Regions from separate parts of the Mus musculus genome. Here region 1 is linked to region 2. A link is a contact called in public HiChIP or PLAC-seq data. All regions are on one chromosome and are shown on one strand. The core of a region is the stretch at or near the end of the contact, and the rest is flanking DNA. Distances in the headings are between cores, read along the strand shown.

Region 1 (5,667 bases), core at 533-3,032, 110 kb before region 2:
AAGTCTGACTTCTTTTTTTGCAATTCAGATGAGCGTGTGAATGTCCATCCTGAAGATGATGGTCTTGCTTTTCAATTCTAATTCAAAAATGGTTGGATGGGTACCTCACTGGCATGTCCTCATTGGACCTTGCTAAGAGTTTACCTTTGAAATGACATAGGGGAGGCTCCCATCCATTCTTCTGATAGCATTGGTCCTGCAAGGCACACTATAATTGCCTCTATGTTTGCTGCCCTGGAGCAATCCACAGTTTGTGGAAGAGAGATTGTTCTTCACCAAGGGGGATTTAAGAGACAGTGGGAAGAATCAGATAACCATACGCTTGATGTATCATACCAGTTTTAGGAAAGGGCACAGTCAGAATTGAGACTCTAGAAATTAATTCCCTTAAAATTAACTCAGGGATTCATAGAAAGCCATTGTTTTCCCTCCAAGGGGCCAGCATTCCATTTGCACTGAAGACCCCATGTGGAGTCCCTAGGAACCTATGACTCCCTCCTCAATTGGATGGGTGTTACCAGCTCTCTGGTACCCAGTTCAGTTTTAAGCTATTCCCTTGAGATCATCAACTCAGTTCTTCTCATGAAGATCCAAGCTGACCCCAAGAACTCACATGAAAAGCTGCCATGTGTGGTACAGGCTTATAATTCTAGCCCTGGGGACACAGGGACAAGGAGGATCTGTGTGGCTCATTGGCCAAGTTGCCTGGCCTAATCCATAAGGCGCAGGTCCAAGTAAGAGAGCGGGGGATCCTATCTCAAAAACACATGGAGGACGGCTATTATGAGTAACAAGCCCAAGGTTGTTACATCTGGCCTCCACATGTAAACACACACACACACACACACACACACACACACACACACACACACTGTAAAGAGAAGGATGAATAAACAATATTCCATTCCCATCCAAATACACGTTTTCGGGGACACAGTTTCAGTGTCAGAGCATCTGGCTGCAGACACAGGTTTTTAAAAGTGCTATAGTCACAGTGCAAAGATTAACAGATCAGCCTTTGTGCGCACAAATATCACATGTCTGAAATATCACATGTCTGAAATATCACATGTCTGAAATATCACATGTCTGAACCCAGAAGGGCTGACCTCCGATGACTCAGGACCTTAGTTTCTTTTCTTGTGGATGTTTTTGTTTAACTTTCTGATAGACATCTCAAGGTAAATCTTATCTGATTCAAAACAAAACAAAACAAAACACAACAGCATCCCCCAGCCCCCACCTCCGTGCTTCCCAGCAAATATATTAGCCCTCCACCAAAGTCAGTCTAACAATAGAAATGGGGTTTTGCCTATTCTTTGAAAACAAATGTGAATCTAAGGAGAAACATTGAAACATTTTCTAAACCAGCCCAGCAGGCTAAGAAAGAGCCAAGTGAGAGCCCCGCTTCTGTCCCCTCTTCCTAGCCTCTATACCTGACCCAGCATCTCTCCCCTCTCTCCCCCATTTAAAAAAATACCAAAAACATTGCTATGATTAATGGCTAAGGAGCGAGGCAGAAATGTAAGTTATCTATTTTAGGTGTAGACCAGATTGACTTTCCAACTATTCCCTTTTTAAAGCCACACTTGTCTCCCAGTGACAACCACGGGCTCCTTCCATTTTCCTTCCCAGGCACACTCTTGAAAACTCGTGCTCTCTCCCAGGGACCCCCTACGGAGGGATTCAAGCCTGGCTGGCTTCCTGTGGCAGAACTGGATCCACTGCAGCTTCTGCAGGAGCAGCTGCCCTGCCAAGCCCAGTGGCCCGGCTCACCAGGTCACATACTGCTGCACATTCCCGGGCAATATTTCAGAAGCTTACTCACCGTGCCACCCGCTTCCCCCACCCCTGCTCCCAAACAAGACATTAGGAAGGAAACATGAGAGATTGTACTTTAGCCTAATTGAACAATAGCCCTTATTTCATCCTGAGTAAGATAAATGGGCTGTCGGACCTCACTTCTCACTTTATCTGTAATGAGGTTTCTCTCTCAACTGTTTACTGAAGTATTAAAAAGCACTTTGCCGCGCCTGCTGGTATATTCCATCAGAGAGAGTCAATAGAGCAGATGAAGACGTATGAGAAAGCCAGGGAGATAAGGTGCCTTTTATGAAACTTCAGATTCTAAACCCATTAGAAAGAACAACCTCCCCGTGATGAATTCAGAGGGAAAAACAGACGGTTTCTCCCGCAGCAAAGTGACTGTTTTATATGGCAGGACATCGGACAGGCTTTCTCAGGGTCAGACCATGGTGGATAACTAATCGTAGTCATTAACAAGGTAAGAAGGTGCCAGAACTGTGGGGTCCTAATAGGCCATTAGTGCCTGAGAGGAGCACACACTTCTCGGGACCATTAGCATCTCTGCAGCGGAGGCACTTCAGTGGATTCTTCTCAGAGTGATGCCCTACGTCAGTTCTTGCTCAGGCTCTGTGTGTGACTGTCCGTGGGCCACGCTCACATGTTGAACGCTACAAAAGTGAGCACAGGGGATTTTAAGCCTGGGTGTGATGAACTTATATAAGTCACTCACCTTCACTGCAGCCTGGTGTCTTTCTTCCCTTACATCTGTTTGATGGATTGAAATTGTATGGATGAATTAAGCGTGGATTCTTTTGCATTGTATTCTGTAAATGTTTTTTTTTTCCCCACGATGGAAACATCCCATCCTGCTGGAAAGTTCCTTAAGCAGGAAAGTAAACAACTCAAAATAGCTTAGGGAAGTCCCTGAAACTGAGCAGATTCACTAAGCCCCTCCCTGCCTGGGTAAGCCATGTCCCTCTGAGCCTAGGGGAACAGAGTGGCTAAGACATCTCTCGGAGGAGAAAAGCTGCAGATACTCTGAGAGCAGACCAGCTGCCTGGAAGAGGTTTAGTGCAGAGTCAACGGAAGAGAACACTCTCTAACCTGTTGAGCTGCCTGCAGGCTGGGCAATGAGCTCCAGGTTTCCCGGGTTTTATGAACTGTCACTCATGCTAGGGGAGCCTTTGGTGATGCTGCTGTCTTTGAGTCATTTCTGCTCCTGTAAGTAACCTCTCACCCACATTCCTTTAAGTAACCCCAATAAAACTCACCGATTTACCAGTTGCACTTTGGTATCTGTATTTGGGTCTGTCATGAGTTCTTTATCTGGGGTGAATTAGATACACACCTTCCTGTTTTGTCAGGCAACACATTGTAGTGGGCATTTAGAAACTGCTGCTACGAAAGAGCGTTGAATCATCGTTTGGGCTCCTGAGAGTTTAGGCTCCTGAGATTCAAGTTTGGAAGCTCTGTCTCCATCTTGAGGGTCTCTTTCAGTTCTACTATGGTATCTCTGCTGTCTGAGTCAGCTTGTTAGTCACACAAGGAGTGTCTGTCTACCTTGCCTTATCTCCTCCCTCCTTCAAGGCTAAAGGCACAAGACAGATAAGCCAGGAACCTGTGGTCAGTTACATAGGATTCCAGGAAGAGCACTGCCAGCCATTGCAGACTCCCTCCTCAGAGGATGTTAACTATTTATGAAAGCAGAGTTGCCAGCTGGTGCAAGGGTAGGCAGGTCCTGAGAAGCACACCATCTCCTCCAGCAATAAGAACAACTATATATACCATCTTGCAGAATCAGAAGTGTGGCCGCAGTGAACACCCCCTATCTTGATTTTTCTCCATTTATTGTCTCTATAATTGGTGTGTTGATACAGGTGTTGATGCCTACCCCTGTTGGAGATTGGTTCAACTGCTTTGATTCAATTGGGAATCTGTCCACAGGCTAAAGGTCCTTGTACCAAATGGATCAATCAATAAAGATGCCAGCGGCCAATGGTTGGACATGGGGCCGGACCCTTAGAGGTGTGTGGGTTAAGACTCAGAAAAGAATGAGGCAGAATTGCCATGACATGTGGAAGAAGAATGGGATGGATGTAGGAGCTGCAGGAGATAGAGCCAACCAGCCATGTGAGATTTCAAGTAAGTGGCCACTGGCCACTTCCCTAATTGGGCCTGGGGTAGCAGAAGAAGGTTTAGGAGTGCCCAGCCTTTGTGGTAGCTAAGGCATTTTAAAAGTAAGCTAATGTGTGTGTGTGTGTGTGTGTGTGTGTGTGTGTGTGTGTGTGTGTGTGTGCCTTTCATTCGAGGATCCAAAGATATAGCTCCTGGGTGAGTGCACACATGAGATCCTCCTGGAGCACAAAGCAGTGTAGCCCAAACTCACTGCTACAAACCATGTTGGGGCACTGCCCAGTAAAGCAGACTCCCTCCTCAGATGGTGTTAATTATTCACGATGATGAAGTTGCCTGCTGGAGCAAGTATAGGCAGCTCCCAAGAAGCAGACCATCTCCTCAAACAGTAAGGACTAGCTGCCAGAGCCCAGGCTGTGGTCCTGACACTTTGGCTACAGTTCCATTCAACAGTCTGCAGGCCCAGTGTGTCCGTTCACGTAGTGGAGAGGACAGGACCCGACCCGCAGATAAGAACTGAAATGGGTGTGGCTCTTTAGGAGGAAAAGTCAAATATCCTTGGGTCAAGCCCACACTGACTGTTCTTGCCTGCTTCCAGTATCATGCACAAACCGTCGTTCTGAGGCAGATTAAAGTAGTTACCCCCTTGTCCTGTCATCTGCTTTTCTGTCTGGTCTCTTAGATGCTCAGTGTCTAAAGCATGGGGCCAGGTTCTGTTCATGTCTTTGTGATCTTTCCGGAACTGCTTCTGATATACACTTGGTATAATGCAACATTTATGTTCAGCAAATTAAATGGGTGAATAAATAAGTATAAAATATACATAATAAGCTGGGAAAATGGACAGCATAATGAGAAGATCCCTAGATTAGGGACCATATTAGGAAAGAAATTGTTATTATTATTCTGTAAAAGTCTTATAGTGAGCAATGTCTGTTCAATCATTTAGGGTTGGGTTCACGTTGGTAGCTACCGCATTATGCTCTAGGTTCAAACTGAGTCTGTGATGTGAACTAAAACAACTCTACTTGTCTTTCAGTGTAAACTGAGTCAGAAGCTAACAACCTGCACATCTAATGGATTATTTAAGCCTAAGCCAACGTACAATTTGGAACGAACTGACTCTGGTCTGTCAAAACTTGCTATTGATTCAGACATCCAACCTTTTAGGCCTCTCAGATTTTGTCACCTAAAAACATGATTGATGTCCTTGTGTCCCTGTGATGGTTTGAATGAAACTGACCCCCACAGGCTCATAGGGAGTGGCACTGTTAGGGGGTGCGGTCTTGTTGGAGTAGGTGTGGCTTTGTTGGAAGAAGGCTTTGAGGTTTCAGTAGCTCAAGCCAGGCCTGCTGGCTTATTTTATCTTCCTGCCGCCTATGAACCCAGATGTAAGAACTACCAGCTACCTCTCTAGCATCACATCTACTTGCATGCCACTCTGCATCCCACTATCACAACACAATGAACTAAACCTCAGAACTGTAAGCCTGCCTCAAATATTTCCTTTATAAGAGTTACCGTGATCATGGCGTCTCTTCACAGCAATAGAAACCCTAACTAAGAGAGTCCCTATATTATCAGTTTTCTTCTAAGGCGGAATAAAATTACACTACAAATAGAAACAGTGAAGTGTTCCTTAATCTTCCTATAACCAGGGTGCAAAGTCTCCTTTGCACATTCTTGGTCTAATTTATAAAATAATATTCTCGGTCTCACTGATAAAGT
Region 2 (5,623 bases), core at 1,009-3,508:
TAATAAGTTGGCCACTGTCGTCATATATTATATTTTTCTTTTAATATACATAAGCATTACTTTTTGAAGTTGCTATAAAGATCAGTGAATGTGAAGATGTTTGAAAATATGAAATAATATACTTGTGTTATTATTAATAGTTATATTAGTGAGCTGACCCAATGTATATGGGCATTGCTATGAGTCTAAGGACCTCAGCTGTCCTCTAATCTCTAAATACTTGAAGGGGAACATGCTCTCTTTCTTCTTCAGTAGATAAATAAATATAAAGATGTAGTCATAATAACATCCCTACTTTCTCCTTATTGTTGTCTCCATGGTTCAGAGTAATTTAAAGTTTACCTTTCTTACTAGTGTAGGCTGTCTGGTGCCCCGATCACAGAGCTCTAAGCTAGAATCTTAGCTGTTCTTCTCTAAGGCAGAAGCACTGATCCGGGCGAGTCCTATCCTCTCCTGTTCCTAATGATACATAGGAGTCCACTTCACACATGTTGTAGGACACCTTAAAGGATAGTACCGAACTCCCATCACTGCTTCCTCCTCATCCACGCCAGCCTGGCAGTTCCCGGATGGAGCTTTGTAGGTTACAGATTGAGCTGAGATGAGGGAAGTGTTGGGTGTGTATGTGTGTACAGTGTTTGGTTCCTAAGCATTTATGACAGCTGCATTAGTGGAAGAAGGGAGAAGCCCAACTGATTCCCTAATGATAGCTGTGTTAGTGGAAGGAGGGAGAAGCCTAGCCAAACCCCGCTTTAGAAGGGCTCCCTGAGTGAGTCCTATTAGCGGGCTCTCAGTTTCCTGGTACTCACTGTCAGTCTCACAGAGAGACAAATGTGCAGGTATGCTCTGTGCCTTAAGTCTAAAGTTTAGGAAGTTCAAATACAGAATATCATAGGTTGTACCATTATATTTATTGCCAAAATTATGAGCATAATTATAGAAAAGAACAAAATTCTTTACTCTTACAGTTTTAAAAATTCACAACTCAGGCGAGGGGCCTGTAAGTCACTACCTTTAGCTGAAGAACTGTTGATAGTTGATGGCTTTTGGGGAAGGCAGCAGTTTCTTTAAGGGTGTGGCCCTGGTTGTCCCACCATGCACTTGTGAATGGTCTTCCATCTAGGAGTATATGGGCAGTACAGCTCGGAGTCCATAGGGTGTGTGTGCGCGTGTGCGTGTGCATGTGTGTGACAAAATTGGGATGAGGTGGGAGGTGAATGCAATCAAAATATAGTCATGTGTCCAACACTCAACTCAAGGAAGGTCATAAGAACTGTAATAAACTATCACACCAGGTCAACAGTTATTCGCCAGTCTTAAGTCAGAAAATTTGGGAGATTGGCTGGCTGTAATTGGGCATGCTTTAGCTTCAGCTGTTGGGCGGGTGGGGTAGGAAGATAGGTTCTAAGAGTTTGTGACTAGCTGGGGAGCAGAGACAGTATGACCTATTGCTCCATGAAAAAAGGGAAAGCAAGAAAGAACACTTGGGAAGGTTAGAACGCAAAACTGTGAGAAGTGAGCTGTGTGACCCCCCTCTTGAATTTTGCTGCTACTCTTTAAGTCAATATAGCATGATTCTGAGGTACAGGTCACCCCCTTAATGAAGATTTAATAGATGATTGCAGGACATAGTTTTGTGTGTAGAATGTCATTTGGTTTGCATGTGATGTTTTATGGTTAATACTTTGTATACTTTCCCTAGTTAATGGTAAAGCTCTGTGAAAGAGATCCTTGTTTTTCCATATACTTGAATTTTAGCCGTATTTTAAGACTTTTTGTTGGTACTGGGGTAAAGCGACTTAAGCCCAGTGGTGGTGACGGTGCTTTCTTAGTGACTTTAGACTGTAGAACTGAGGATGACAGGATTTGAAAACAAATGAATCTTTTACATTTCACCTATCCTTCCTCTTCTTCTACCCCCTCCTTTTTTGTGTGTCTGTGTCTGTGTCTGTGTGTCTCTGTGTGCGTGAACATGTGTCACGTTCATGCCTGGTGCCCAAAGAGGTCAGAAGAGGGCGTTAATGCAGAGGAACCAGAGTTGTGGTTGTTGCAAGAGCAGCCAGGGCTTTTAACCATTGAGCCATCTCTCCAGGCCCTCCTCCCTGTCCCCATGTGAAATCTAGACCTGTGTGGTGAAACTGTGTCTTAATATTTATTTCTGTTCTGAAAACGTAAGCATCATTAGTCTGGCTTTGGGCAATTATCTTTTCTCCAGAACAAAGAGGCCTTATAATTTTCTTGAATGTATGCATGTTATGGGGGAGGGGCAGGCATACTTCCTTTGCGGTTTCTGTGTAAACAGTGGAGCAGGAGGCCGTTCTCCCCTGGTCCCTATGTTGGATCACCTTCCTGCCTAACCACACATGTATGATTTTATGTTCTTAAATGAATTTTAAAAAATCGCTCAAAGGCCAAAAATTGAGTTGTTTGTTCCATGTTCTATTCAGCTAGGTGGTTTTGGTAGTATTGGACTTGGCAGATGTGCGAGAGGCAGAGCTGAGAAATCTTCAGACTTAGTGCGTGAGAAGATCAGAGAGTCACAGCATGCTCAATAATGCTTTCTACAAAGTCACCAGGCGGTTGGTGGAGCAAATACTACTTTGTTTCCATGGAGAATATTCTGTGAAGGGAGAGGTAGTTAGGAAGCACTAAGGAAGGACAGGTGCAGTCTTGCAATGCAGTTGTGTGTGATGTTAGGCACACAGCACACTTGGAGAGCTCCTTTTACTTATTAGTGGGTCTCAACCTTCCTGATGCTGCGACCCATTAATATAGCTCTTTATGTTGTGCTGACCCTCTCCCAACCATAAAATTATCTCATTGCTACTTCATAACTGTAATTTTGCTACTGTTATGAATCATAATTAAATATCTGATATGCGATTCTGTGAAAGGATTATTCGATCCAAAGGGTTTGCAGTCTGACAGGTTGAGAGCCACTGAATTAAATGGTGTTGAGTATAGTTTGGAAAGAGCAGCTATGTGATCATCAGGAGCGAGTGTGGGCACTGTAGCACTAATGACGAGTGATGTCACTGCTCTTGCTAGAATGCAGAAGACTGAATTAGCCATTGCCAGTGTAGCTTCCATCCATACAGAATAATGTCTGTAATAGCTACTGAGTACCCTTTGACAGTTTAAAAGACAATGTGATTACTTAGAAAAATACGGTGTATAAATGACCTCTTAGAGCACATTTAGCTTCCAATTAATAGTAAGACAGTAAGTAGTTCACTGAAAAGTTGCTTCTTGATATTTTTTAATTTTAGGAAAAATCTCTCTACATAGTTCATAGTTTATATAGCTATGATTGTTAAGAAAAATATGGTTTAAGTTGGCTATTCTAAGGCATAGTTTTCAAATATTTAAAATATGTACTGCTAGATTAATACTAAAGGCTAAAGAGGGGAATTGCTGAAGCATAAAAGATATTTTAGGAAGGCTGTTGGCTTTTAACTGTTTCTCAAGTCATCCATAGCATACTGAGCACAATTTTCATATATGTATTTATTTGAGAAAGGTTCTCACTAGTCCTGACTGGCCTGGAGCTTCCTGAAGCGGTGGCCACTGCATCTAGCATCGGTTTTCAGCAGCTAATAAGGTGTGCACACTCACTGCGCTAGCAGCCAAACCTTGCCTTGTGTGTGTCCTATGCATAGCTACTGCCAATGGCAGTGGAAAGGGAAGAGTTATTTTAGCTCATGGTCTCAGATTTCTCTCCTCAGTGCTTGGCTTTTTATTCTGTGGAGAGGAGAGCGTGTGGATTACGAGGCTCTTCACCACAGAGTGGGCAGGAAGCAGAGGAAAAGGAAGGAATGGGACCAGGCACAGCTTTCAGAGGACCCATCTTAGTGACCCGCTTCTCTCTGCTGGGCTCTCCTAAGATTTAGTGGGAAGAGAGTGCTGCTAGACGGTGGGTCAGCTCGTGAGGAGGTGGGGACAGGTCCCACGTTATTCTTTCTGAATAAAGTGACGCCAAAAAGTCACAGATCCTTGATTTTAGGGTAGGGTGATGATGATACATACTCATCTGTGGTTTGTGAAATTATGATTTCTGACTTAATACATCATGTCACCTGCCTGTCCTCTTCCCATATTAGTGTTAGTGATAGGATGTCAGCAGGAGAGAAGCTAAAGCACTTGCCCTGTCAGACGGGCGGCGCTCTTTCCAAGGCCAGCTCCTCAAGCAAGGAGACAGAAGAGTGTGCGGCCTAGAGACTCCATAAAGACTTGTGAACACAGTTCTGAGGGGAGGGAGGGACATGTGATGTGCCCCTCAAACATCAGAACAGAGAGGTAGCCATTATTACTGTGTGGCCTTTATCACATTCCCGCGTGTCAGTCCTCTCTGTTGTCCCTCCCCCTTCCCTGTGTCCCCAAGGGATGTTGGTCATCTTCAGCAAGGCGCTTTGCTAACAGACAGGTTAACAGCGGCCGTTGGATGCGGAGGGAATGACTGTTGTGACATGTGAGTCAGATGTGACTGACTACACATTTTGTCAGTGACAAAAAAAAAAAAAATACACTTGATAGGGTTGATTTTGAGGCCAAGCTCCAGAGGCCATGTCGTTTTCATCGCGTTAAACTAATATAATTGTATTTGCTGATACCGTTGTTTTGTTTTTCTTGATCATGCCATATTTCTTTGGCTACAGTGCTAAGTTGCATTATTTTGAACATAATTGGTTTTGGGCTTTAACAGGAAAATTAGCTACCGTGTGTATTACTTGCTGGTTTCTTTAATATCTATATTGGTTAATACAGATAATATAGTTCATATGTGAGTTCTTTTACTATGTTTAATACATCTTTGCATTATAAATCATTTCATTAGTTTGTATCATCTTCTGAGGGATCAGGATGGTCTCTGTTTACAGGGGCATAAATGGGATTAACTTCATTAATTTAGTTGCACAAGGTTACATGGCGCAGAACTAATTCACACTGCAGTTTGTGTGTTTGCATCCAACACAGCCTGCACCCACACACATACACATGCATAGGTGTGCATGCGCACAGACAGCCATCGTCTTGTTGTCCCTTGGGCACCATCTGCCTTCACTTGCTTGTTGGTTAAGGTTAGGTCTTTGATAGCTTGGAACTTGCCAGTTAGGCTAGACTGGCTGGCCAGGGGCCTTCCCATCTCACTTCCCCAGCCCCAGGTCCCATAGCAACCTGGACCTCCCCTCCAGCCCACACCCACATTTTATTAATTTTGTATTTACCCATTCTTTCATGCTAGTTAGATGGATTTGTGTCTGGGGCAGCCATCTGTTCCATGGAAACGGCATGCTGGAGTTAAGTCAGGCTAGATATTGCTTGCAGACTAAAACTGCATTGTTTTAGTAGATGTGCCAAAGTGCATGCTTAAACTTTGATCTGTTACAGTGCTAAACCTGCCCTCTCAGCCTTCTCATCCTTTCTTCTGTCTTCCTCCTCCCTCTGACCTCCTTTCTTTCTTCGCTTGTTGAAGAAAACAAGCTCCTGCCTCAGCTTCCTGCGTGGCTTGTATGACAAGGCTGTAACACCAGGCTGTGCTTTACCTGTTCTAGTCCTACCCTTACATCAGTAACGTCAGAGAAAACCTAAAACCCACACGCGTTTGTGCTCTCGGAGCTTAGCC

What was found. HiChIP or PLAC-seq counts read pairs in DNA pulled down with a chosen protein or histone mark.
Region 1: an HNF4G HiChIP or PLAC-seq map of pancreatic cancer cells shows a contact between it and region 2. The contact joins two enhancer-like sites. A contact is called at or near these places in 2 of 484 Hi-C or Micro-C datasets (myocytes and nephron progenitors), 2 of 115 datasets of contacts at active chromatin or transcription factors (bone marrow-derived macrophages and pancreatic cancer cells) and 1 of 9 other capture datasets (adipose tissue).

Annotation. Positions count from the first base shown.
Region 1 is chr3:144,661,221-144,666,887 of GRCm38.p6, reverse strand. No RefSeq gene overlaps it. Among named protein-coding and RNA genes, the nearest start is that of Sh3glb1, 56 kb to the left of the region's middle. Within about 2 kb of position 1,782, at least 77 of the 459 cell types and tissues checked have an H3K27ac peak or open chromatin away from gene starts, as enhancers often do. A contact at or near this core is called in pancreatic cancer cells, where this site is marked.
Region 2 is chr3:144,548,251-144,553,873 of GRCm38.p6, reverse strand. All of the region lies in intron 1 of Hs2st1 (heparan sulfate 2-O-sulfotransferase 1), which reads left to right. It overlaps Gm46829 (a long non-coding RNA gene), which reads left to right. Exons shown (of 2, transcript XR_001784021.2): 1 at 1-5,623. Among named protein-coding and RNA genes, the nearest start is that of Gm46829, 5.9 kb to the left of the region's middle. Within about 2 kb of position 2,258, at least 25 of the 459 cell types and tissues checked have an H3K27ac peak or open chromatin away from gene starts, as enhancers often do. A contact at or near this core is called in pancreatic cancer cells, where this site is marked.